Linked DNA regions of Mus musculus: region 1 is linked to region 2. A link is a contact called in public promoter capture Hi-C data. All regions are on one chromosome and are shown on one strand. Each heading gives the region's core, a stretch centred on a gene start, on an enhancer-like site or on the middle of the called end of the contact. The rest is flanking DNA. Distances are from core to core; before and after follow the strand shown. Region 1 holds the start of Grk3 (G protein-coupled receptor kinase 3). Region 2 holds the start of C130026L21Rik (RIKEN cDNA C130026L21 gene).

What was found. Promoter capture Hi-C pulls out the DNA fragments that hold promoters and counts their contacts.
Region 1: a contact with region 2 is called in a promoter capture Hi-C map of stem cell-derived epiblast-like cells, with 2.7 times the contacts expected there. The contact joins the promoter of Grk3 here to the promoter of C130026L21Rik in region 2.

The regions. Positions count from the first base shown.
Region 1 is chr5:113,013,107-113,016,823 of GRCm38.p6, reverse strand. It overlaps Grk3 (G protein-coupled receptor kinase 3), which reads left to right and starts at 1,286. Exons shown (of 21, transcript NM_177078.4): 1 at 1,286-1,457. The coding sequence starts at 1,345.
Region 2 is chr5:111,578,789-111,583,007 of GRCm38.p6, reverse strand. C130026L21Rik (RIKEN cDNA C130026L21 gene) reads right to left here and starts at 1,447. Exons shown (of 4, transcript NR_015546.2): 1 at 1,138-1,447; 2 at 712-829; 3 at 498-587.

The DNA.
Region 1 (3,717 bases), core at 37-2,536, 1.4 Mb before region 2:
ACAATATTCAGACATGAAGGAGCAATGTGTTTTGGGGGGAACTTACCCCTCTCTCCTCACTGGGTAGACAAGGCATCTATGCTCCCATATTTGGGTGAAAAAGTGAATGGAACTGGCAAATTCAACTGAAGGCTTGGCTCTCCCTGTCTCTGCCCCATTATACAGTGGGCACTATAGCGGTGATGTGGGCTGTCTGTGGCAGACCCAACTCCTTCAGGATGTTCCCACCCCTTCCCACCTATACCTTTTCTAGTCCCTCTAAATACTGTGCCTTGGGGATTGAGAAACTTCTGGTAAAACTAGTCCTTTGGGAAACAGAATAGACAGAAAACAAAAGCAGGAGAACTAATCAAAAAACGTGACTGTAAACCCCCAACAGTTCACTCTAACCCTGGCCAATCCCGGGTTCACAGTGATGTATGGCAATTTGGATAAAGGCCCTGCAAGCTTATGATGTCTGCAGATTTCCTGATCCCTTAACAGGTACCACATGGATTTTGAATGTGGACCCCTGTGCCCAGCTGCAGAGAAATGAAATAGTGACCTAGGCAGGGTTGGGAATTCCCTACTGCCCAGAATCAAGTCTCAGCCCTTCCACTTCCCTGAAAACCCAGGAGGCTCTGCACTCTCATAGGGGCACTTCCTCTTGTGGTTCTTGAGTTGGTAGAGAGCCTGCAGAAGCTAGGATACCTTAACCCCCCCGCCCCCCAACTGGACACACACCCTGAGGCCTTTCACCTGAATGCAAGCCAGTTATGACCTTGAACCTAGAGTGCTTCCATCAACTGGGTCCCCTGGGACAGCGCTGCTCCAGGGCAGGACTCTCACCCCACTTCACCCTGCATGGCGGGAGCCAAGCAACTTTCTCTTCTATGCTGGTGTCTCTTGGCTTGGTTCTCAGAGGGAGGTCTAGGGTGGGGCTAATGGCTGGAGACACCCCCTGCTGTAGCTCTGACCTCTATTTGGCAATCATTCGAAAGAGCAGGTGGGACTACTCCAGGATACCTCTTGAAGCGTCCTCTCCAGGACAGTGTGCTATTGGAGACCTCCTGGAGTGTCCACTCAGTACTGGGCATCTGGACTGTGCTTAGAGAGCTAAGGGTGAGAAAGAGAGGAAAAGGAGGAGAGGAGAGAGAAGAGAGGAGGAGGGAGAGGGAGAGGAGGAGGGAGAGGAAGTCCCTGGTGCCTGAGAGGCTGGGTCAGGAGCGCGTGGCCGCGGACGGTTGGGGGCGCGCCGGGCTGGGGCGCGGAGCCGCGGAAGGGGCGGTGCGTCGGGGTCCGCGTCGGGGTCGCGCGTCGGGCGCGCCGTGGCCCCGTCGGGGCGGCGGGAGCTGCGGAGCCGCCATGGCGGACCTGGAGGCCGTGCTGGCCGACGTCAGCTACCTGATGGCCATGGAGAAGAGCAAGACGGCGCCGGCCGCGCGCGCCAGCAAGAAGGTCGTCCTGCCGGAGCCCAGGTACTGCTCTGGCCCTCTCCGCCCTATCCAGTCTCCTTCGGTTCTTTCCCTCCCTCTCAGGTCCCTTCCGGATCCCTCCTGGTCCTCTCCCTCACCTTCCCCCTCCCCCCCCTCCCCCGCCAGTTCCCTCCAGTCCCCTCTTGTCCCCTCTGGTCCTCTCCCTCCTTTTCTGGTCCGCCCGCCAGTCCCCTCCGTCCCGCTGTCCCAGGCTGGTTGCAGGGCTGTCTGTCTCTCAGCCCCCCTGCCCCTGTCCTCTGGCCCCTTGCAGTAGTAAGTAGACCTTGAGTTCTCAGTTCTGTCACCAGCGCCATTACCTGAGCCACTTTCCTCAACTTGGACCCCTGGCGGCCTGCCCTTTCTGGGAAGGATGACAGGAGAGCCACTTGAGCCTAGCCTGGTCTTGCAAGACTGGAGGTTCCCGCTGCACCGGCTCCGGCTGGCCGCTCGCTGCCAAGTTGCTCTTAATATCACGACTGATTTATTATTGATTTTTCTGAGGTGTGATGGCCTCTTAGAGCTGTACTTGTCCCGGGGAGTTCTAGGCGGTGTTCCAGAGTGGGGCTGTGTGTCACTTCTTAATTGACCCCACTGCCAGTTGCTTAGCTGGTGTGGCTTCCTTGAGTTGATGAAAAAATTGGCTCGGACTTTACAGCCACCCCTGAACCATGCAATTCTGTAAGGCTCTAAACCAAAGCTGCATCCCCTTTCAAATGGTCAAGCGTGACACGCCCATGTGGCGGCAGTGTTACCTACCTTCATGTGAGAGAAAATATACACATTTACTCGTCTAATTTTTTGAGGTCCTGGAGATGGGACCCAGGGCTTCACACACGCCAGGTAAACCGTCTGTCTCCTTAGCAGTATGCATAGCCCTCAGAGAACCTTTCAATACCGAACAATGGTCAGATTATTATTTTTTTTCCCGATCGTGTTTGTGAGCCCCGTGATCCAGGAAACATCAAATCCCCGTGCCGTGTTTGCTAGGAAGAGTCACACTGTACACACAGCTGCGCTGGCTGGGTATTTTTGGCTTGCCTTCCCTTGCAAGCCTTGGCCCTTCGCTGTTTTTTTTGGGGGGTGTGTTGCTCCTTGCGGAGTGGAGCAGGCACAAGGGGACACTTGGGTGGACTGGACAGTGCTTGCCTTCCTGGAGTTCAGCCTGTCTGAGACTCACTGAAAACAGGACTTGATTGAAATCTTCAGTAAGTGGGAGGGACCAGACCCAGGGCTCCCCAAGTCACAACCAAGCAAGCTTCAGTAGAAAACTTTCCCCATTGGGAAGGGGGACATGAAAAAGCTTCATTCCATTCTCTCTTCCCTTCCCTCTGCCCCCACCCTGTGAGGGGCAGGGAATCTTAACTATGTATGGTTTCTATATATAAAACCAACAAATCACAACTCATAGGGAGCTTTATGGGAGAGGGAGTATATAAGATGACTAAAATTAGGAATGTCTGTCCGCTCATCATCATTTTTTTTCTTGGTGTTTTTAACCTAGCTGGGCTGCTCTGTGCATGCTTGCTTGCTCTTGGCTGCACACCCTAGCGCCCAAGGCCCTCACTTCTCTGTACAATACCCCTCTGCTTTGACAAGGTCTTTGGTGATACTTTGTTTCAAAGGAGATGTGGTGTGGCTGAGCCTGTGAGTCCTGAGGTTGAGGAACGTCTAAGGGAGCATCAAGTTAGGGTGGGGTCCTTTGAGGACCGCTGTTCTGTAGCTGTTTTTTCAGGTAGACTCTTGAATTAGACCATCTGTCCCCCGCTCCAGGAGTCTAGTCTGTTGCCTGTTTGTCTCAGTGGCTTCAGCCCCCAAGCAATAACCAACAACTCAACCACAGACGATCCTGGTTCCTTGTAAGGACTTGGCTGTTGGAAGAGGGGATGGTGCATTTGAACTTGCCCCTTGGTCGTTCACTATTGATTTTTTTTTTTAATTTCTAACTAATTATCTGGTCACCCCCAGTCTTTTTTGTGCTTCCTTCTCTCGGTGACTTCGCCTCTTCCCAGTCTTCAACAGACGACCGTATCTCACTCATTACAACAAGACAGGTCTTCCGGTCCAGCCTCTCTTCCTGGAACATCAGGCACAAGGGAAGACTTAGCCTCCCGTGAGGAGGCAAGAAGCAAATGTTTTGTTACATTGACACATGATTCAATTAACAGGCCGGTGGGTGTAAATCCTCTGAAGGCGGTCAAATCACATCTCTTTAGTCCACCCAAACATTTGTTGAGCTGATGGAGCTGATAATGGGGCCCATTGA
Region 2 (4,219 bases), core at 198-2,697:
TGAGTCACCGCCAGAAACCTGTAAACTCAGTCCAAGCATCATTCACAGGAGGTAGGAGATGCAAGAGCATGAGTTAGTTTTTTGGTTTTTGTTTTGTTTTGTTTTTTGAGAGAGAGAGAGAGATCTGTATGACTGACTTTGACGTTTCTGCCTCTGGCAGCCATTTATTGTCTTGTGAGGTAGACAATCGTCCAACTGTCAACAAACACACATCATCAACATCACAGCTACACATCATCATCTTCGCTGCACGTGCCAGAATTCCCATGGAGAGGCTGGGAGCTCCCCCAGCTCTGAGTACCCACCACACAGGGGCAGACAATCCTCCAGTGTCCCAGATAGAGAATCTGGTGAGCTGAATGACTGGCCCCATGAGAAACTGAGACAGAAGGAAGAATCTAGAGCCTGTGGGAAGCCAGTGGGGCAAGCCACTGTTTTTTGTCCAGAGCCTCAGTTTTCCCTCTGTAGAATGGGTGTCCACCCTGATCCTGTCTTACCGAATATGATGTCCTGGTGCCATTTCCAGTAGCCCTCCTCTGGTGTCACTGCAGCTCCCTGAAGATCCTATGGGGGAACCAAATTTCTGCCTATTGGACACAGAGTAAGGCAGATAGACACAAGATACGGTTGACTTGTGAGGCCAGATATCAGAAGAACCATCCCAGCCTCTGCCTCCCTCTTCTGGGTAGCTGCAGCCACTTCAGGACCCACCAGAGACGGATGCAGAGGCCTCCACCCACAGAAACTGCACGAGCTAATACCGAGTTATCGCTGCTTCCCGGTAACGAGTCTCAAGTCTCGGGGCTGTTTGTTTCACAGTTACAGACAGCTGACACACAGAGAGAAATGGATAGAAACACACCAAAATACGATCATCAATCCTTGGTATTTACTGTTCCTGGGTGCCAGCCAGACTCTGCTCATGATTTCTGCTCATTCCCTGGGTACACACCAACATAGAGTTGCTTCACAGATGAGCAAAGTGTGCCCAGAAACAGGGAGCTACTTGCCCAAGGGCACACAGCCTGATAGGGATGTTAGCAGGTCTATCAGTCTCTGAATTGCAGCACACTCTGCATTCCAAGCGAGGATATGGACTCCCCGCCACCACCACCCCCGCCCCCGCATTAGTGTTACCTTCTAATGGGGTGTTTTTCCCTGTGGGGAAGACATAAATGTCCGTGTGTCGGCAATCCTTCGGGGCAAGTCAGCAGAGACCTCAGCATCAGGGACTTCTCGGATGGTAGCAGGGAGCCACGTGCTGGAGAAAAGCCCAGACCCTGGAGGGAATCTCAGGAACTTAGCAAGGATGGCTGGGCTGCTGTCTGCCGGAGCCGCAGGGGTTAAAGAGAAAGGCTGGTTTGAAGAAATTCTCTAAGCTGGTGTTAGATCAGGAGGAGAAGGCAAAACGCTTGTAAATTCCACCCGGGGAATTGGGCCCCGAATCGGCTCACCTTTCGTGGACACCCCCGCAGCCCCCGCCCCGCCTGAGAGGACAGCTGACCTTTGGAGGGAAATAATGAAAAGAAGAAATTCCTTGGAGAAAATAATGTGTCCGGGCCTCAGTAATGAGATCGGCTCCTTTCATGTTGCCATGGCGACGGCAGTCATCTTATAATACAAACCCATGAATGGTCCGGGCGGGCAGCCTCACAGCCGAGGGGCCAGGGAGGGGGTTAGCCTCTTGCAGGCTGGGGTCAGGGGCCACCGGGCCTCATTTCCCCGAGATGCAGCCTGGCTCCGGGGTCTCCGGGGCTGGGGGCTTGGGCCTAGCTGACAGTTGCACCACAGCCCTGGGTTCACGGGAACTTTGCAGCCTGATGCTGGCGGCACCTTCTTGGCTAAGCAGCCGCTGCAACCCACATGCGGGGTTACTCTGCAGCTGCTGCCTAAGGGAGACACGGGAGCTTCACTGTCAGATCAGGAAACTGAGGCACAGGTCGCAAAATGAGCTCCTCCTGGTTCAGTTCTTAGGCCACAGCTATGTGTGGTCCAGACCACTGTTGGGCCGGGACCTCTCGGCAGCAGGGAAGTGGTTAGAGGCTGAAAAGATGCTCCTCTCAGACTGACAGGACTATGGAGGACCACCTGTGTGTGAAAACACACTGGGCTGGGCTAGCCTGGTGGCAGAGCACCATGTGACACTCATAAAACCCTGGGTTCCATCGCCCAGAGCCTCCCTATGATTGACATCTGACAAGTTACAGCTGCCGTTTGTCAGTGGAATGGGGCTGGAGAGCTCAGTGGTCACATAGATTTTTTTTTTTCTTGCAAGCATGAGAAGGCAGAATGGATGCCCAGAACCCAGGCAGGACCCAACGCAAGAACAAGGATTTGCCAGCCCAGGGATCTTGCCCAGTGATGGGAGGCAGAGACAGGAGGGTCCCTGGAAGTTCTATGGCCAGCTAGCTAGAGTACACACAGCACATAAGAGGACCTGTTAAAATAAGGTTGAGGGTGAGGATTGAGACCTGAGGTTGTCCACTGATCTCCACACCTATGCCACAGCACACTTACACACGTGAACACACACATCACACTCATATACATACATACATACATACATACATACATACATGTACGCAAATGTTTAAAGTGTGTGCATGTATGTAACAGCAGGAAGGATGGTGCACAGGGAAAAGTCTCTGTTAGAACTAAACCAAAGTACAGTGTAAGCCTCAGCAGCGTGGTGCCCACACCCCTGCGCTGCCCTGCACTTTGCGTGGGCGGTGCTCTTCCTTTAGGGTTGAGGGTACTCTGCCTAGATGGGTTATTGCAGCTCAAGGACACTGCGGGAGACAGAGAACACTGTCTGAAAGCAGACTCACGGGACACACAGGTGAGGCAGGGGGTCTTCAGGAGGGAGGCCTAGAGGAGAGTGGCAAGAGAGGAATGGATGCAACAAGGAGAAGAAGGGAGGAATCAGAGAGGAAAGAGGAGAGGGAGGAGGAAGGGGAGGAGGGAGAAGAGGAGGGAGGAGGGGAAGAGGGGGAGGAGGGGGAAGAGGAGGGGAAGAATTGGGATAGGAGGGAGAAGAGGGGAAAGAGGGGGAAGAGAAGGGGGAGGAGGAGGAAGAGGGGGAAGAGAAGGGGGAGGAGGGAGAGGAGGGGGAAGCGGGGGAAGAGAAGGGGGAAGAATTAGGGTAGGAACGAGAGGAGGGGGAGAAGGAGGGGAGGGAGGAGGGAGATGGGATTGAGAGGAGAGGGGAAGGAGGGGAAAGAAAGGAAGGAGGGGGAAGAGAAGGGGAAGAATGGGGGAGGGAGAGGAGGGGGAGGAGGGGGAAGGTGAGAAGGAAGGAGAGGAGGGGAAGGATAGGGGAGGAAGAGAAGGAGGAGGGGGAGGAGAAAGAGGGGGAGGAGGGGGAGGGAGAGCAGGAGGGGGAGGAGCTTAATGAGAGGGGAGGCAGCAGGTGGTCTGAGGCTTCAGAGCTGGGCAAGGGAGAACTGCCAGCTACCGTGTGACCTTGGGGGAAAATGCAGTCCCACATGGCTTCCTCGTCCACAAAGACTCTCCCAAGAGGTCCTGGGAGCAAAAGAGAGAGGGAGGGACAGGGCTAGGATGGAAAGGCCCCTCGCATAGTGAAAATGCAGCCCCCACCTCTGCACAGCCTTGTGGCCCTCTTCCTCCTCCTTACCCTTGGAAGCCACAGGCCGTGGGAACCAGGGCTGTTCCAGCAGAGACCCCCAGGCAGAGACGTAGTGATGGCATCCCTTAAAATAACAGTGTGGGTAAGCTTTTTATAGGTCTCTGTCTGACAGGACAAGTTAGAGGGATTTCTGACTGCAGAAAAATCCGGAGATGTCAGGCATGTGGTGCCTGCAAGAGAGCTGGGCGTGGTGCGTCTTGAGGGGTGTGGTTAACTGTCCGCCTCAGCTGTGTCCTTTCTTCTTGCCTCATGGGAAAGAGACTCCGTGACTTGGTGCCTCCTGGACCAGCCCCGCTGAGCACCATCCCATGTGGTTCCTCATGAAATCCCCACAGGTCATGTCATGTCATAAGTGAAGAAACAGAGACTCGGATCAGACATGTAGCTCAAGGTCACTGAGCTTATGAGAAACCTGACTGGGAACCGATCAGCCACCTACCTCCTTGGGAGCCTGGGCTCCTAACGCTAGGTGCTAGTCCTGAGGCTCTAGTGTCTGTGCCCTCGACCTGTAGCTTTAGAAATCTTAGGTGAGACAGTAGTTCCCAGGGCTCAGGAACAGCAAGTGCTGTATGG